Regions from separate parts of the Zea mays genome. Here region 1 is linked to region 2. The links are chromatin contacts, called in public Hi-C maps. All regions are on one chromosome and are shown on one strand. Each heading gives the region's core, a stretch centred on a gene start, on an enhancer-like site or on the middle of the called end of the contact. The rest is flanking DNA. Distances are from core to core; before and after follow the strand shown.

Evidence for each region. A called contact is a pair of places that touch in the nucleus more often than the background predicts.
Region 1: a contact with region 2 is called in a Hi-C map of tassel, with 2.3 times the contacts expected there. The contact joins the promoter of LOC100272939 here to the promoter of LOC100216833 in region 2. A contact is called at or near these places in 3 of 25 Hi-C or Micro-C datasets (ear, leaf mesophyll and tassel).

Annotation. Positions count from the first base shown.
Region 1 is chr2:38,424,532-38,428,395 of Zm-B73-REFERENCE-NAM-5.0, forward strand. LOC100272939 (ku70-binding protein) reads left to right here and starts at 2,568. Exons shown (of 5, transcript NM_001147391.1): 1 at 2,568-2,848; 2 at 2,992-3,107. The coding sequence starts at 2,716.
Region 2 is chr2:38,107,400-38,110,916 of Zm-B73-REFERENCE-NAM-5.0, forward strand. It overlaps LOC100216833, which reads left to right and starts at 1,517. Exons shown (of 9, transcript NM_001143227.1): 1 at 1,517-2,080; 2 at 3,191-3,260; 3 at 3,374-3,517. The coding sequence starts at 1,590.

The DNA.
Region 1 (3,864 bases), core at 1,318-3,817, 320 kb after region 2:
AATAGGGTCAAACCTTTTCCTAAATGATCTTGGTGGTTGAATTGCCCAACACAAATAATTGGACTAACTAGTTTGCTCTAAATTATAAGTTCTACAGGTGTCAAAGGTTCAACACAAACCAATAAAAAGTCCAAGAAAGGGTTCAAATAAAAAGGAGCAAAAGAAACCGAAGGCAGCAGTGGTCTGGCGCACCGAACTGTCCGGTGCACCAGGGTGAATCCACTCGAACTGCTCAGCTTCGGGTTTCTGAAAATGCCACTTCACTATAATTCACTGGACTGTCCGGTGTAGCACCGGACTATCCGGTGTGCCATGCGGAGCAACGGCTACTGCGCCAACGGTCGGGTTCAACGGTCGGCCGACAACGCTACAGTGCAGACTGCGCGCGCAGAAGTCAGAGCAGGCGCCAGAAGGCGCACCGGACAGTGAACAGTGACTGTCCGGTGCACCACCGGACTGTCCGGTGGCCCCACTTGTCAAAGCTCCAACGATCGGGTGACGTGGCTGGCGCACCGGACTGTCCGGTGCGCCCATCGACAGCAGCCTTCACCAACGGCCATTTTGGTGGTTGGGGCTATAAATACCCCCCAACCACCACACTTCAAGGCATCCAAGTTTTTCAACCATCACATTCAATACAAGAGCTCTAGACTTCACTCCAAGACACAAAAGCAAAGTTCATTATCCTCTCCAAGTCCCAAACACATTCCAAAGATTTAGTGGCTTGTGAGAGAGAGACATTTGTGTTCATGTGAGTTGTTGTCGCTTGGATCGCTTTTCTTCTTCCCATTCTTGTTCTCAACACCATTGTAATCAAAGCAAGAGACACCAATTGTGTGGTGGTCCTTGTGGGGGTCTAAGTGACCCATTTGATTGAGGAGAAAAGCTCACTCGGTCTAGGTGACCGTTTGAGAGAGGGAAAGGGTTGAAAGAGACCCGGTCTTTGTGACCACCTCAACAGGGAGTAGGTTTGCAAAAACCGAACCTCGGTAAAACAAATCATCATGTCACACTCTTCATTTGCTTGTGATTTATTTTCGCCCTCTCTTTCGGACTCGCTTTTATTTTTAACGCTAATCCAATGAGAACTAGTGGGGAGTAACAACTCTCTAGTAATCCAAGGATAATAAACTGAATCCTGCATATATATTTTTTCTATGTGTTTGAACTAATTCATGTGAAATTGCTATACTATTCATGTGTTCTAAAGGAGCCCTAAAACTGATCGGTTGCTTCATCAAACAATGTGTCATGTAATTTAGGGTTTGAAATGCAAATATTCTGGTCAAGCAAGTAATTCCAACGAATAGCGCCATGAATGGCATGAAAAGACAGGATGATAAAATGGAGGGAGAAAAAAATAAACACGTTCACGTCGTGTACGGTGTAGCATGCCCGACGTCCCAGAAATGCAGAAAGGCGTGCCATGAAATAGCAGGAAATTTTCTTCGAGAAGAACGAAAAAGGCGAGAGAGAACTTTCCGCTGGACGTGTGCCGTGCGGCGTCTCTGACGTGGCAGGATCATGGCATGACCATCGCCAGAAACCTACCGTTGCAGGAGCAGGGGCATGAAAGGCTACGCCTACGCCATAGCCCATAGGGGCAGGGGCAAGGGCGCCGTGCTGTGCATTGTGCACTAGAGTAAATTCATCGCACGTCCAATCGAAATAAAGTTGGCTCACCCTTTGACCGGAATGAACATTCTTCTCTGTTATTCCTCTGTCCAAAGGAAGAAGAAAACCCAGCCTAGTTTTATTTCGCCCTTCAAGTAGTAAATTATTATAATTTATAAACAATAAGCCCTGCGCAGAGCAGTAGCAGAAGAACTTAGCTAGGGTCTACACTACACAACGCCTAACAACCCCGGAACGTACACTTCCCTCGATCGACAGGGTATAGATGATGACTTGATGAGCTAGCCGAGTAGCTGCTGCTGTGATATGGTGCGCCATCATTAAGCATGGCCAGCTTTATTTTACGTTGTTGCTCTCTACAAACCGAGCGCTTAACAAGGGCCAAAACGTACGTGCTGTACTGTACTCCCACATGCAATCACTGATGCCGGCTATATAGAGATAGAGAGAGTCAGAGAGAGCATCGATGATTGGGTTTCTGGGCACCGTGCCGAAAGCCTCGCTCCCAAAAAGATTCTCAGCTCCTAGAGCTAGCTTGCTGCCTGCGACTGCGTGGACGGAGCCAGCAGGTTTGCACGGCCTCCCTTGCGTTCTTGAGCAACGAGAAGGGCCGGCTGGATTCGCGCGTGTTTGGCGCGCCACGTGCATGCGCCCCACCGTGCGTGCCATGCCGTCCGGTTCCGGTGTGTGTTCCGGATCGATCGCCGCGCGCGGCAGAAGAAGACGCAGATAAACAAAAAAAGTTGCTTCTGCTACGCGTGTGCCCCGCCCCGCCCGAGACGACAGACCAGAGAGGTTTTTGTTTTGTCCCAGTCCCAGTGCGGTTGCTTAGCTTAAACAAGTGCAAGCTGCTGCTCTCGATTAGCTGCTCTCGGGATAAAAAACATCATCTACTACTTGCAGGCCCATTGCAGTATACCGTTAAGTTTCCGGCCCAACAACCTTTCCGACTGGCCCAAACCAACTCCCAAGTCCCATCCCAACCGAGGCGACGCAGCCGCCGCCGGCTGAACCTAAACCCCTCGACGCAGCCGCCGCCGGCGTAGGGGAGAGGGGCACGGGCACGGCACGGGGACGGAAATGGCGGAGGGGAACGGCGGCAGTCGCGCCGAGGCTGGCGTCCGCGAGTCCTCCGAGCCCTCGCCGAAGCGCTCCTCGATCCCCGCCATGCCGCACGAAGAATGCGTCGAGGGCATCCGCTCCGCGCTCAAACGTACGCGCGCCCCGCAGCCGGCACCACCACCACCACCACGGCGGCGGATTCTTCCTCTCTACCTTTCCTCTTTGGTCTCGACTCTCGAGGCCACCGCGTGTCACCCTCCGTGCGCTGACCCCGCCTGTCGATCCGCCGCGCAGATCCCACGGTGCGGTTCCTGAGGGAGCGGATGGAGAGTGCCGGGTGCCTGGTGTGGCCGCGCCTCATCCGGGCGGCGACCTGCTCCTCCGCCGGCGGCTACGCTAGCCAGCAAGGGGTATGCTTCCACTTCCTTTCCTTGTCTTCTGCTTCGGAAAGGATCGTCGCCACTTATTTGATAGGGTGTAGTAATAATAAGTACAAGGCTACAAGCTTGCGTTGACCAACAGCGCTGCCGCTGTTCATCTGTTTGGATCTTCTCTTCACGACTACGAAATAGGAGTGCAACCAACATCCGTTCTAGTGGGACGTGCTACGAACAAATAGTCTTCGTTTTGGCATATGACAGTGCTTTTAGCTGCATTTCATATGACTGTTGCATGCTACTTCAGCTCAGGATTGCCAACCATACTGCTCACGATTTTCCATCTCAAAATCTGATATGCCAAAAGTGTGATATCTCATCTCAAAAATATAAAAAAAAGGCGTAAGAGCTAGTGATGGAGTCTGTTGGACACTTGGCCTCGCTTACAAGCTTGATTGACTGTTCCTTTATAAATGCAGTACATCTTCGATATCTATGTTCATTGTATTACCAATTGGCAACTTATTGCATATAGTTAGAGACTAAAGAACCTATGCTATTGTTAGTTCTTGGGACGCTGCTTAATTTGCTGAAAACTTGCATATAGTTTCTGTAAGATGTATGGGTCTTCTACTTGCAACACATTAGTAAATCTCATGGTTCACTTGGATATGGCACTCTTTTTTTTTCTCAGTAATATTGTAACTATGTGCTTATGTGTTCGTCAGAAGAAGAAAAAAACACTGGGTTCTTTAATGCTTTGATTCATTTGTGATACGTATTACTCTAT
Region 2 (3,517 bases), core at 267-2,766:
TTCATTCTCAGAAAAATGACAAGTGCAGAAACATAAACTTGTTCTCCAAACCATGACACAACAGGAAAATGTCAAGTGCACAAGTGCTGTAAATAAACTTGTTTTCGAAAACAACTAACATTACTTCCTCAAACACTACAATGTCTTCATGAACATTCACTTGCTTGACGACGAGCTTCCAGTCACCCTTGCCAGAATCTCCTGTTGTTTCGCCTCATAGTACTGTCGAAGGAGGGGGTTACATTTTGTCAAATCCATGCTCAATATCAGTACCTCATGTTCCGTCTCCTCCTTCACCTTTTGTCGTTCCATCTTCATCTTCTCTAGATTAAGCTTCTTCCTCTCCAATATGAGTTTCTGCCTCTCCTGTTTCTTCATGAACTCCAACTTCTTCTCCTCAGTTGAAGCTACTGATTTGTACACAGATAACCGTTCCAAAGAAAGCTCACCCATCCGTGTTAGATACTCCGAATCAGTGGATGATGTGTTCTCTGATCTTTGCTTCTTTGCCTTTTCCTTGGCTGAATCACGACCAAGCGGTCTCTTCGAAGTAAAACTTGATGGAGCTGAGTCTTCACCACCATCTAAGTCAATAGTATTGGATTGGGTTCCAATAGGGTTCGGTGGAGGAATCTGGTTACCCATGTGCTGGTCCATCCATTTTGGTTGATCCTTCAATATGGACCAACAATGTAAGAAATGGAAGGGCTTCTTTTCAACAGCAGCAAACCGAGTAGCCGCAAGAGATGTCTGCAAAACATATAATGCATTTACTCAAACCGCTGGGATGTAGTAAAGTACATTGATGAAGAACATATGCAAAATACAACATACAATTTTTCTCTTCGGATGTGGAGCACCGGAGCTAGTGGAAGCCGATGAAGATGGCGGCGACGAGATGCGCTTGCGTTTCTGCGCACCTTCCTTCGTCGGCGCCGTGGATCTTCTCAGCTTCTTCGCGATGGCGGTTCGACGGCGACGAACACCGACGGTTGCACCGGACCCTTGGATCTCGGTCTCCTCGCGGGCCACCTCCTTGCCTCCAACCACCGAGAGCGGTCCGCCGCCGGACCCGCTCGAGCACGGCCGCTTTGAGCCCAGCTTGCCCGGCTCCGCCGACGAGCCGCGCCGCGAGGCCCCCTCGCCGAGATGAATCGAAGTCGCCAGCGACGGGACTACAGCGCGCTCGAATTTTTCACCCCCGCGCGAGCCCGACGACTCGCCCGGATAGCGCACGTCTCCAAGTCTCCACATCTAGGGTGCGTGCGGCGTCCTCTAAATTTTAGAGTGTCATTTAGAGGACCTTGCTGGGCGCCTAGAGGAGGCTTCTGAACTCTAAATTTAGAGTACAGAACGCTTTACAGTGCGTTGTTGGAGCTAGCCTTAGACTCGTGCTAGCACAACTTTGCTAAACAACGTTTTTAATCCTTACCGTTCATTCTATGATCTGACGGCTGTACAGAGCCGGGAGATTTTGAACCGTAACCGAGGCCGAGGGCCGACCGGCCGAGAGAAACACCGACCCGACCGAACTCAACTCGTTCTCGACCCGAAGCCCCAAATCCCTCTCAGAAAACCCTTCCCTCCCGATGGCAACCGCCGCCACCGCCATGGTGGTACCCGAGCAGCCGCGCCGCCGGAAGCCGGCCCCGGGGCGCGGGGGAGTGGCCCTCCCTGCGGGTCTCTCGGAGGAGGAGGCCAGGGTGCGGGCCATCGCCGAGATTGTCTCGGCGATGGGGGAGCTCTCGCGGCGCGGGGAGGACGTGGACCTCAACGCGCTCAAGTCCGCCGCGTGCCGGAGATACGGTCTGGCGCGAGCGCCCAAGCTGGTGGAGATGATCGCTGCCGTGCCCGAGGCCGACCGCGCCGCGCTGCTGCCGCGGTTGCGCGCTAAGCCCGTGCGCACGGCGTCGGGTATCGCCGTCGTCGCCGTCATGTCGAAGCCGCACCGTTGCCCCCACATCGCTACCACCGGTAACATCTGTGTCTACTGCCCGGGCGGTCCCGACTCCGACTTCGAGTACAGCACGCAATCCTACACTGGATACGAACCCACCAGCATGCGTGCCATTCGGGCAAGGTAATTTCACTGGAGTGCATTGGTGTCCATGCTTCCTTTAACTGCTTTTATTTAAACTTTTCTGTACCTAGGAGTGCAGTGACTTCGTGTTTGTGTTACAGACTTACAGTTGTGATAGCATCGCAGAAGAATCTGTTAGACAGCCTGTAAAGCATGCTTCAAATCATGTCTTAGTTCATAAAATCCATTACAGACTGCCTGCATTAGATACGGAACATTTTACTGAAAATAAGGCCCGTTTGGATCTATTAGTCCTAGAACTAAAGTTTAGTCCAGGGACAGTCCAGGGACTGGGACTAAACAGATTCTCAACACATTAAATGTGGTATACAAAGACTGAAATACCCCTTGCCTTATTTGTGGTGTACGGCACCAATGGAAAAAGTGAGGGCAACAAGTGGAAAAGGTGCCCTTTTGTCCCTTTTAGCACCTATTTGAGGGACTAGAGACTAAAACCAATTAGTCTCTAATTTAGTCCTTCCGTTTGGCAAAAAAAAGATTAAGGGCCTGTTCGTTTTTCACGGATTGAAGGCCTGGAACAGTTCCTGGCCGGATTGTTTCTCTAATTTATGTAAGTTTTGATAAGTTGGAATAAATCCTGGTCTAATCCTGGACAAACGAACGGGCCCTAAATGGGACAAAACCAGGGACTAATCTTTAGTCCCTCTAACCAAACGGGCCCTAAGTACACATGCTGACCAAACTTGTAAGAACTGTGAATAAAGTTCTCTATTTGGCTGCCTGTTGCTTGTTAAACCCATTATGTAACTAGCTTGTGTGATCTTTTTTTCTCGCTTGGCTGCCTGTTGCATGCCTCCCCCCTACATTTCAGCTATACAGATTTTGTCTCCCTTTTCTCTTCATGCCTTTTTTTTTAATGATGATGAAATCTACAATAGGGATTCCCCTAAAGAAGATAAAACATAAAAAGTTCTCTATTTGTTGCTTGCTAATAATGAAGGTACACCAATGCCAACTAGGGATCTTTGGATAATCTTGTAGTCATGGACTATGTTTAAAGCTACAGATGTTTGTGCACTGTGATTATTTAAACTGATTTGTTGATACACTTTTGGTCGATAATTTTCTTGATCTACATTTACATTCTAGGTATAATCCATATGTGCAAGCCAGGAGCAGGATAGATCAGCTCAAGAGGTTAGGGCATAGTGTGGATAAGGTTTGTCTGGAGTCCAAGACAGCACTCAGCTCAATTTTATTGATTCTTATATTCACGACATGCTGTATTAAATTTTGACCAGCAGTTGGAGATGATTATAATGTACATTGCAGGTCGAGTTCATCTTGATGGGTGGGACTTTCATGTCCTTACCAGCTGATTATCGCGATTATTTTATCAGAAATCTTCATGATGCTTTGTCGGGGCACACTTCAGCAAATGTTGAGGAGGCTATTTGTTATTCCGAACATAGTGCT